Linked DNA regions of Sus scrofa: region 1 is linked to region 2. The links are chromatin contacts, called in public HiChIP or PLAC-seq maps. All regions are on one chromosome and are shown on one strand. The core of a region is the stretch at or near the end of the contact, and the rest is flanking DNA. Distances in the headings are between cores, read along the strand shown.

Region 1 (4,787 bases), core at 435-2,934, 150 kb before region 2:
TTGTCTTAAGTGTACTAAAATTCTTTCAAGGAAATGAAAATAAAGTATCTCAATTCCACATACCCTCACTTTTTTAAAGCGAGGAGTTTAGAACTTAAGGAAGAATGTATTTACAAATGTGAATAAAATTCATATCTAGGAAAAGGATACTATTTTAAGTATCATATACTTTCACTGGATAATCTAGCAAGCACTGTGTGCTTCTACCTTAGCTCATCTTTTGCTTTGCCCTCAGTACATTGTGGTATCAAAAACAAGGTTATATGGAGTAGCTGAATGGAAAACCAGAAAGCAAACAACTTGCTAGAGTCATTAAGAGTTTTACTGTTGGCTAAATTTTTTTGAACAAAACTTCGGGTGCGTTATCAACTACGAGTTTATTTCACTACACTATAGAGCTGCTTCTGAGTCGCAGTTCTGGCAATTAATAAGTTTAATCAACTTATCTTACAAATAAAAACTTAATAGGATCTAAGTTAATTATGTCTTCCTTTATTACCTAGAAAGACCCATGCAAAATTTTTGTGCCTTATAATTTAAACTGACATTTCTGACTGACACTTCATTGTCTTGGTATCCTGGGGGTTATTGGGCAGTGGGAAGAAGTGTCCCTTGTTTTCATGAATTGAGATCTGATGAATTAAAACAAAAAAGATATTAACCTCTGGCCTTAACATTTAAGAGAAGCTTTTCCCTTGATGGACTCTTGCATTTCTTTACTGAAGCAGAAACATGACAGCCTGCTTTAGTAGGAGAAAAAGTCTAAAAGCCGCTTGTTTCATGGAGGAAAACTAATAGCAATAAATTGCTAGAAACACAACACCTGAACTGACACAGCTGCATGTGACTCAAAAGTCCATGCTTTTCAGTATAAATACTTTACCTTAATAACTGATGTGAATATAATGATGTGATTTTTTCCATTTGAATGATACCTATTGGTTCTTTTGCTCATTTTAAAAAATGAAAAAATTTCACTTTTCAGAGATTACCTAACAATTTCTAGAAAAGACAGATAATCACTTCAGAAAACACTTGACATTTCTGTCTTGTCCAAAAAAGCTAGGCTGGCTTTTTTTTTTTTTTTTTTTAATAGAATGAAGCCTAATGGGTTTCCCCTACGTGATTGTACTCAGACCCCGCATGTCATTTATGCAAGTTTGTGAATTTGGAAATGAGGATGTGTGGAGTAGGCTGGAACATTCCTGGTTTTGTTCTTCATGTAAGCAGTGGTCTTCGCAAAGCTTCCAAGTTTAAACTGGAAGATTTCTTTAAATGGCTAACCTAAATTATCAACATATTTCTAGTATTCACCATTAATAACTGTTTAAACAGCACTGTCAGAATCGCTTTAGAGGGAAATTTAGGACCCTCAAAATTCTTTTATATAGGTTGTATTAACTTTTTCTGCCAAAACCTCCATTTCAAGCAAGAGGATTACCAAACCAAATTTTTATGGGATGGATTATCACACCATGGTAGCAGGACACGGACACGTGAGAAAGGGCAGCAATCATCAGTACACTGTGGTTCTCAGTGCTTAATCGGTTTGGGTTTCTCTTTGGCTTTAATACTATATCTTGGCTCTTGGGAATGATATTTTAAAAGGAGACTGTAGGGAGGCTGTCTTCAAATAGATAAATGTGCTAACTGCAGGAGTCAGATGTCTTGGTCCTTAAAATAACCCTGGTTGGAGACACAACTTCCCTTGACCTTTCCGCCTTGCTAGGTAAGTTCTTAACCATGGACTCGGGGCATAGTGATTTATTCAACGTGATGTTAAGTGGGTTTTTAACTTCTCTGTATTTCCAACATGGTGCAAATCACACCCTACCTACAAATTGAGGGGATCCCTTTCCATCCTTATCTTGGCATTTAGGCAGTGTTTGCTGTTATCCACTGTCTTGATGTCTTACTCTCTTGGCTTCTCTAACATCATGGGTTTTAACATTTCTGACCCTTCCTACTTTCCGATAGCTCCCTTTGTTACCTCCTAAATGCTGGAATTTGCTAGGGTTCCATTTTGGGTACCATCTTCCCAAGTTCCAGCCCCCACCTCACTAACATGTCCCCGATCCATTCATGCCATGCCCTAAGAATGCCTCAATCTGTCATGTACCCCTCTGCGTGCTCTTCTAGCCTTGTCTGCTTGATGAACTCAGTCATGATTCCAAAGTGCTCCCCTGACACTCAGCTGGAAGAAAGGGGTTATATCTTTCTCAGTTTTGTAGCCCTCATACCTAGCGTGATAGCCCACAGATGGATCTCCAAGTGTTTACTGGATGACTGAGCAAAGACTGAGTAACGTGCATACAGACGGGGAGAGTTACCCGATATCCTTACACAGTCATGTTTGACTCATTCTTGATCACAGAAGTCCCTCTGTCTATAAAGGGGAGGAGGACTCAAAACCCCTGTCCTCGCCTTTGTACCGTTGAGCCTTAGGTTAGTAACACCAACACAGGGCTACTCGAGGTTCGTATAATTTTTACAACTATTGTAAAATTGAGTCATTTTAACAACTAAAATTCTACTCAGATGAATCATCCTGGCCTCTAGCATCTCTAACTCTTAATTGTCTCACTGGTCTGTTGGTCACAGTTCTGAAGACCCCTGCCTTTTATCGCTGGGCCTAGCTATAAGCTCTAGATTTACAAACTACTCATCTGTTGGTCTGATGTTTACTAAAATCTCCTGCTCTTAAACTCTTATATAATGGTCTCTTTCCTGGAAGGCAGGCCCAGGTGTAGGTGATTAGATATATAGGTAGATTGCTCGGGTAGATTTCTTAGGTAGAATCAGTGGACATGTCACAGGAATGATGAAAAGAGTGGCTTTTCTTCATTTCTGAAAGAATAACATTTTGGATAAAGAGCCATTCAAATTGTAGTACTGCATTTTAGCATTAAGTACATTTATAAAAGAATGTGTTTCTGATGTCTTGCCAGGAAAAAGATCAAACTAATTTTGCTCTGATGCTACTGTAGTTCACAAAGAAATTGCTACTTCAAGTTTTCTCATCCTTCTACAATACTACTCTGGAAGAAGACGGGAAACAGGGACACATGTTTTTTAACCTAGATGGTTCTGTTTGGCTCGTGAGAAGTAGGTGTCCCATCACACCAAAAGCCCAGAAAAATCTGGCTTTATGAATTTTCTGGTGGCTTTCAAAAAGGGTCTGAATGTTACTTGAATTGTTATTAGTGAAAAACTTTCACCTAAAGCTGTCCCATACAAAGGGCCAGACAAGCCCTTTAAGGACCTGCTTTGGAGCCTAGAATGCCAGGGAGGGGATAAAATGAACAGGAGTTTGAATGAGCACTGAAGAAGTCTCAGTACATAAGCCACACATGTTGTTAAATCACACTGATACCAATAACAAATTTCCTGGGAGAAAGTAATGAAAAGTTGCAGACAGAGACAAAGTATGAGGGCAACAGCATAGTCAGAATGGCCTGGGTTTGAATTCTTAACTCTGCTACTGAGACCTTAGACAAAATCCTTGAGCCTGGTTTCCCCATCTGTAATGGGAAACTCATGTGAGGACCACAGAATAGGTACACATGTAAAGCAACTATTCTAATGGTATATATTCAATAGATGGTGATATATTAATGTAGTTCAAACCTGAAGGGAGATGGCTATGGCTCTGATATTTAAAAAAAAAAAAAAAAAAAAAAAAGAGTCTATGGCATTTTGGCCTGGGTTACTCCCATTCTCACCTCCCACTACTCCCTTACTTAGCTCAACCAGCTAGGTGATTCTACTAATGCAGGACAACAGTGAAAAGCAGTTTCATTTCTGGAAGTGGCTGACTTGATTGGCATGGAAGAACACACAGCCTTGGGTGTTCACAAAAACAGTAACATAATAATAAAAAAAAAAGACTTGAAATACTAAAATCAGAAATGTAAGATAATTGGTTGGGATACTGTTACAGAAACAAAAAGAGTATAACGGAATACTGTGAATAACTATGCCAATAAATTAGATGAAACGGACAAATTCCTAGCAAGACATAAAGAAATAGACAAAAATCTGAACAGACCAATTATTAGCAGGGACTTTGAACCAGTAATCAAAAACATCCCAACAAACAAATCCGTGGATTCACTAGTGAATTCTATCAAATATTTAAAAATTAGTAACATTCCTTGTCAAAATCTTCCAAAGTTTAGAAGAGAGAAAACACTTCCAAAATTCATTTTATGAGGCTAGCATTACCCTGATACCAAAACCAGACAACAAGAAAAGAAGATTATAAGCTAATATTCCTGATAAACATAGAAGCAGAAATCTTCAACAAGGAGTTCCTGACATGGCTCAGTGGAAACGAAATCTGACTAGTATCCATGAGGACGCAGGTTTGATCCCTGGCCTCATTCAGTGGGTTAAGGATCTGGCGTTGCTGTGAACTGTGGTGTAGGTCACAGACACGGCGTGGATCCCACATTGCTGTGGCTGTGGTGTAGCCCAGCAGCTGTAGCTCCGATTTGACCCCTAGCCTGAGAACTTCCATATGCTATGGGTGTGACCCTAAAAAACAAAAAAACCCGAAACAACAACAACAACAAATCCTAAACATTAGCAAAACAAATCCAACAATACATTAAAAGGATCACAGGAGGTCTCTGGTGGCATAGTGGGTTATGCTGCCACTGCTGTGGCTCACGTTCAATCCCTGGCCCAGAAACTGCTGCAGGCATGACCAAAGAAAGGGTGGGAATCACATTAACAAAATAAAGGATAAAATAATGATGATCATCTCAAGAGATGAAGAAAAAGCA
Region 2 (4,910 bases), core at 386-2,885:
AGAGTTTTGGTCTCAGAACCCTGTCGTCATGAGCCAGGTGCCTTTATCTGATGGTTCCCATATATGATTTTGCTGCCCAGGAGCTGAGAGAAGATAACATCATATTAATTGAAACCAAGGCCATGTTGGAGGAACAGCTGACTGCCGCTCGGGCCCGGGGCGATAAAGTTCACGAACTGGAGAAGGAGAACCTGCAGCTGAAATCGAAGCTTCACGACCTGGAACTGGTATTGCAAGCTGTTGTCCCACAGACCTGTCTGCAGAGATTGGGGCAGTTTCAGGTTTATGCTGGGCCCTCCTCCGATGTTTCAGTCCCTGGGTTTGGAGCCACTGCCGACACAATAACTCACTGACTGTAGAGAGTAGCTCTCGAGGCTCAGCGGACTGGGCTGGGCACCACTTAGCACCCCCAGACAGGAGGTGACCACTGTGCTGTTGCTTTTCTGTAAGGATGAGCGTACATGTGTGTCATTTACAAGAAGGGTCCCCACTGTGCTTATGGCGTGGGTTGAGCTGCGATTCATGAGTTACTTTACAGGCTTCTCACAGCCCATCAGGCCTGACCTAGAGCCACGAAGCCGCCCGTCACCGTGGTACTTAGCTTTAACGCCCTGGGCTGTAAGTCGCTGTGTTCTGACTGCCATCAGTTAGACCTTAGGTCTCTCCTTGTCACCCAGGTGGCCAGTCAGGGTACCTTTCAGGGGCTGTAACCTCACAGCTGGGCCCTTTCCGTGCAGGAAACGGGCAGGTGCCTGGAGGCCTCTCATTCTCAGAGGATGGGGGTGGATGCCCAGGGGGCCAAAGCCAGTCCTGGGGAGTCACCTGGCCACGTCCTCATGCCTTCCCTCTTCTTGCGCTAGGACCGGGACGCGGACAAGAAGCGGATTGAGGAGCTGCTGGAGGAAAACATGGTTCTCGAGATTGCACAGAAGCAGAGCATGAACGAATCGGCCCACCTCGGCTGGGAGCTGGAGCAGCTGTCCAAGAACGCAGACCTGTCCGACGGTGGGTGGCGCCTGGGGCCCGGGAGCCGGTCTGGCTGTGGCCGCCTCCTCACCCAGGGAATGGAGCCCTTGGCGCTAAATCTTCCGTGTCAGGCCATCCATTCACCCCCAGGAAATAGGATTTCCTTCAAGTGCCATTTGGAACCGTTTCATTGCCGTCCTCCCCAAGGAGAAGATGAGGGGTCTGGCAGCCTCGGTGTCAGGATGTGAAGCACAGATTAAATGTTGCCCGGTTTCCCGGTTCCCAGATGGACAGTCCCAGGAGCTTCCAGGTTACAGCACGCTGACACCCGGAGGACATCGTGGGCCGATCTAGGGATAGTTAAAAGCTCTGGATGGCAGGAAACGTCCCCAGGGGTCACTGATCTCCGCTCTAAATGTGCTGGGGGCCTGCTTGCCTCCATTCATCTGCATAATTGTGCAAGAGGGAGGCAGTCTGTTCCCTGTCTCCCTGGGTGGGGCTGCTTCGCGGCTGCTTCCCACAGGCCCCACGCCTCTCCCTCGCCCTCCTGCACTTGCACCGCTGGCCCCGCACAGGCAGGCGAGGTGCCAGCCGGCCAGGGAGACGTGGGTGGGGCAGCAGAAAGCACAGCGGCAGGAAGCGTCAGCGCTCTCGGCAAACAATGGCCAGTTCCTGTGTTCAAAAATAGCACACGTGCCGCTGGTAGTGCGAGTTGTTTACTTAGCGGTGTATGGAGCGGGGTAGGGCCTTTGGGTGGTTTGGGGGTTGCTTTTTTAATTCCAATAACTGTCCTCAAGAATAATGGAAAGGTTGTTGAAAGCAGCTGGGGATGTCTTCTCTTCGAGGGGTCCCATCGGTTCCAAACCTAAAATCAGTTCATTAAACTACTAACCTGTGAGGGAAGTTGGCTGTATCTGGGCTCTGGGGCCTGTGCACTGTGCTGGGACCTGGATCACCCTGGTTCCCTGTCCTGGGAGGAGTGCACATCCACCGGGAAGGACTGCTGCCCCCTGGTGGAACAGAGAGGTAGTGCAGCCTGCCTGGGACAGTCTTGGGCCAAATGAGAGTGTTTCTGTTAGAGACCCGGATGGCCTATGGGCTCTGAAAGCCTCGCCCCTTCAGACTACCCAGTAGTGTGGGCCCTTTCAGGTCAAAAAGCAACATTTATTCTTGGGTTCCAACTCCTGGTGCTTATCTGGGAGCTAAGGAACGCTGGTTTGAATGAAGGCATGATGCAGGCAGAGCTTGAATGCACTTTTGCGTGTGTGGTGTGGTGGCTTCTTGAGTCAGGAAGACCCGGCTTAAGTCCTGGCTCCTCCACGTGTTAGCTGGGTGACCTCTCTTAGACCTCAGTCTCCTTACCTGCAAGATGGGGATGATGAAGCTGCCCACAGGGGAGACAATGAAGCATGATTCCGTGCCTGGCCCGAGGGCACCGATAAAGAGCAGCTGTTCTTATTGCCACTGTCGTATTAAAATCTGTCCCATTACCCTGGTTGCTTGAGGTACTAACAGCGTAGCGCTCCGAAGTGAATTGTTACGTCATCGTGAGAGTCTTTGAGACACTGGCTTTTATGGACGAGGAAGGGAAGCCTGTGGTCAGTTCTGTTGTTTAACCTGTAGAGCCTTAGGCAGGATTCCCCATGAGTGCAGAGTTTCAGTTCGGGGTGATGAAGTCTGGAGGTGGATAGTGCTGATGGCTGCACAAGTGGGAATGTAGCTCATGCCACAGAACTGTACACTTGGTGAATTTTACGTTACGTGTATTTCACCCCAATTAAAAACATGTTCTTTTTTCCATGAATGCTGCCAAGGTACCATCCGAATGATCACAGGCTCTGAATAGGGGCGTTTGAGTTGAGGTTTGTGTCATTTGTTGAGAGCATTTCATGTGTTGAGAGCGTGTGTGTTTCTGTGCGTCAGCACTGGGACTGGGTCAGGGCCACGGACACTCCGTCCACCTCCACGGCTCTGCTGCCTATTGCTGCTTGGGGTCTTGGGGACATTCAGGCTTGTTGGGTCTGAACTGCTGTCCTTGGTGCATAGGTGGGACCTCAGGGGTGGCAGATGCCTTCCAGTCCTTATGATCGCCCAGAGGGTCTGAATGCACACATCTGTCTCCCGCTTGATGTGCTCACTGTGAAAGCCCTGCCCCCGGGGGATGAATAAGCAGCAGGTGGGGGCACAGCCCTATGAGCCGTGCGACAGGGCTCCCAGAGCTGAGTCTGTGGCACTGATGAGACAGGAGAAGGCACGACAACCCCGACCCCTTCTTTTGAGGCTTTCACATGTGTTCCTTTTCCCTCCCCCAAAGGCCCCATGACTTACCTGAGGTCACACACCTGCTGGTGGCATGAAGGGGCTAACACTCCCCATTCCCGACTCTCAGGTCTGTGCCTCCTTCGCCATTTGCATTTGAGCTGTTGGAAAGCCGAGTGGATAATCTGCCTTTATTTCTATCTTTAGCTTATATTTTCTTCTCACTTAGAATTTTTAAAGCAATTTACATATATTGTCTCTTTTTTTTTCCCAACACAATTGTGAAATTACAAAATGAAATCTCTATCCACAGGACCTTTTCCAGGGATGGCGAGTACTGGGCATACGTATCCATGGAGGCTTCTGCCACCTGTGGCAGACATAACTAGCCGATTATCGTATTCCTCCTGCTGAGCTGCCCAGACTCCCACTACTCTCAGAGCTGGGCACAGAAACTGTCGCCCTGTTGACCATCCCTCTTAGCCTCTGAGATCCTTGAGTTGTAGGGTCGGGTTAGCTGCCTGGTCAAAGCTGGGTTCCAGCAGTGAACAGTCTTTAACATCTGCTTTGGCTTCTTTATTGTAATTTGCTTTCCTCTTAAGCTCAAACAGCCCCAGCTGAGCCAGTGGAGGGACCCTAAGTGCCTGAGGAACCCTGGGGCACTGACAGCACCACGTGAAGCGGAGGGGCCCCCAGGTGACCCATGGGTGCCCGACCCAGGCCGTGGGGACCTGACGGCCCCATCTCAGAGTTGGAGGCAGATGGTGGAAGTGGAGGGGCCGGGAGCCCCGGCCTGACTCGGCTCTGTGTTTCAGCCTCCAGGAAGTCCTTTGTGTTTGAGCTGAACGAGTGCGCCTCCAGCCGCATCCTGAAGCTGGAGAAGGAGAACCAGAGCCTGCAGAGCACCGTCCAGGGGCTGCGGGACACCTCCCTGGCGCTGGAGGAGAGCAGCCTCAAGTGCGGGGAGCTGGAGAAGGAGAACCAGCAGCTCAGCAAGAAGGTGACCATGGCCGGGGCGGGTGGACACCCCTCTCCCAGCCCCGTTGGCCATATGGCGGCTCGTGGGTGGCCAGGCGAGGCCGTCAGGTGTCCGTGAGGACGCACAGCTGGGAGAAAAGCAGAGCCTGAGCCGGTTACGGTAGAGCAGCAGGAGCAGGTCATTGAGAGGAGTCCTCAGGTGCCTGGCCTGTGCCTGCACCGCCCTGAGGGCGTGTCCCCGACATGAGCTGACCTCTCTGTGCCTCGTCTTCATCTGTGAGACGGGGTTCATGGGCTCCCCCGCAGTGGCTGTTGGGAGGACGGCGTGCGTGAGTGTGTGCAGGGGTCTGGTGAGTAAGCCTCAGTGGAAAGAAACCAGCAGGCTCTTAGAACGCACGGGCCGGGCGTGGGGGAGGAGGCGGTGCTGTGAGACACGCCCACACACGTCGTGGGGGCATCCCTGGGCCACCTGAGGGCACTGCTGGTGGCGGGACAGGATCAGCACGCACACCTTCCTCGGTCTGTGGGATGGGGCAGAAGAGATGGCCGAAGTGTGTTTGCCTTTCGGGACAGTGGAACCCAGACATCTGGGTGAACAGGCAGAGGCTGAAAGACCAGTCTTCATTCTACAGCTCTGAGGACCCCCCATTCACATGGAGGGTTGCGCCTCGGGTGCAAGAAAGGGCCATCGGGACTGCTTCCGTGTC

Evidence for each region. HiChIP or PLAC-seq counts read pairs in DNA pulled down with a chosen protein or histone mark.
Region 1: an H3K27ac HiChIP or PLAC-seq map of skeletal muscle shows a contact between it and region 2. The contact joins two enhancer-like sites. A contact is called at or near these places in 1 of 47 Hi-C or Micro-C datasets (epiblast stem cells) and 1 of 2 datasets of contacts at active chromatin or transcription factors (skeletal muscle).

Annotation. Positions count from the first base shown.
Region 1 is chr7:113,106,993-113,111,779 of Sscrofa11.1, reverse strand. The region is part of intron 1 of LOC106504538 (a long non-coding RNA gene); the gene reads right to left. PPP4R3A (serine/threonine-protein phosphatase 4 regulatory subunit 3A) reads left to right here. Exons shown (of 15, transcript XM_005666399.3): 15 at 1-147. Among named protein-coding and RNA genes, the nearest start is that of PPP4R3A, 40 kb to the left of the region's middle. Within about 2 kb of position 1,684, at least 8 of the 83 cell types and tissues checked have an H3K27ac peak or open chromatin away from gene starts, as enhancers often do. A contact at or near this core is called in skeletal muscle, where this site is marked.
Region 2 is chr7:112,961,641-112,966,550 of Sscrofa11.1, reverse strand. It overlaps CCDC88C (protein Daple), which reads left to right. Exons shown (of 31, transcript XM_021100083.1): 12 at 81-227; 13 at 861-1,005; 14 at 4,041-4,225. Among named protein-coding and RNA genes, the nearest start is that of GPR68, 60 kb to the right of the region's middle. Within about 2 kb of position 1,635, at least 35 of the 83 cell types and tissues checked have an H3K27ac peak or open chromatin away from gene starts, as enhancers often do. A contact at or near this core is called in skeletal muscle, where this site is marked.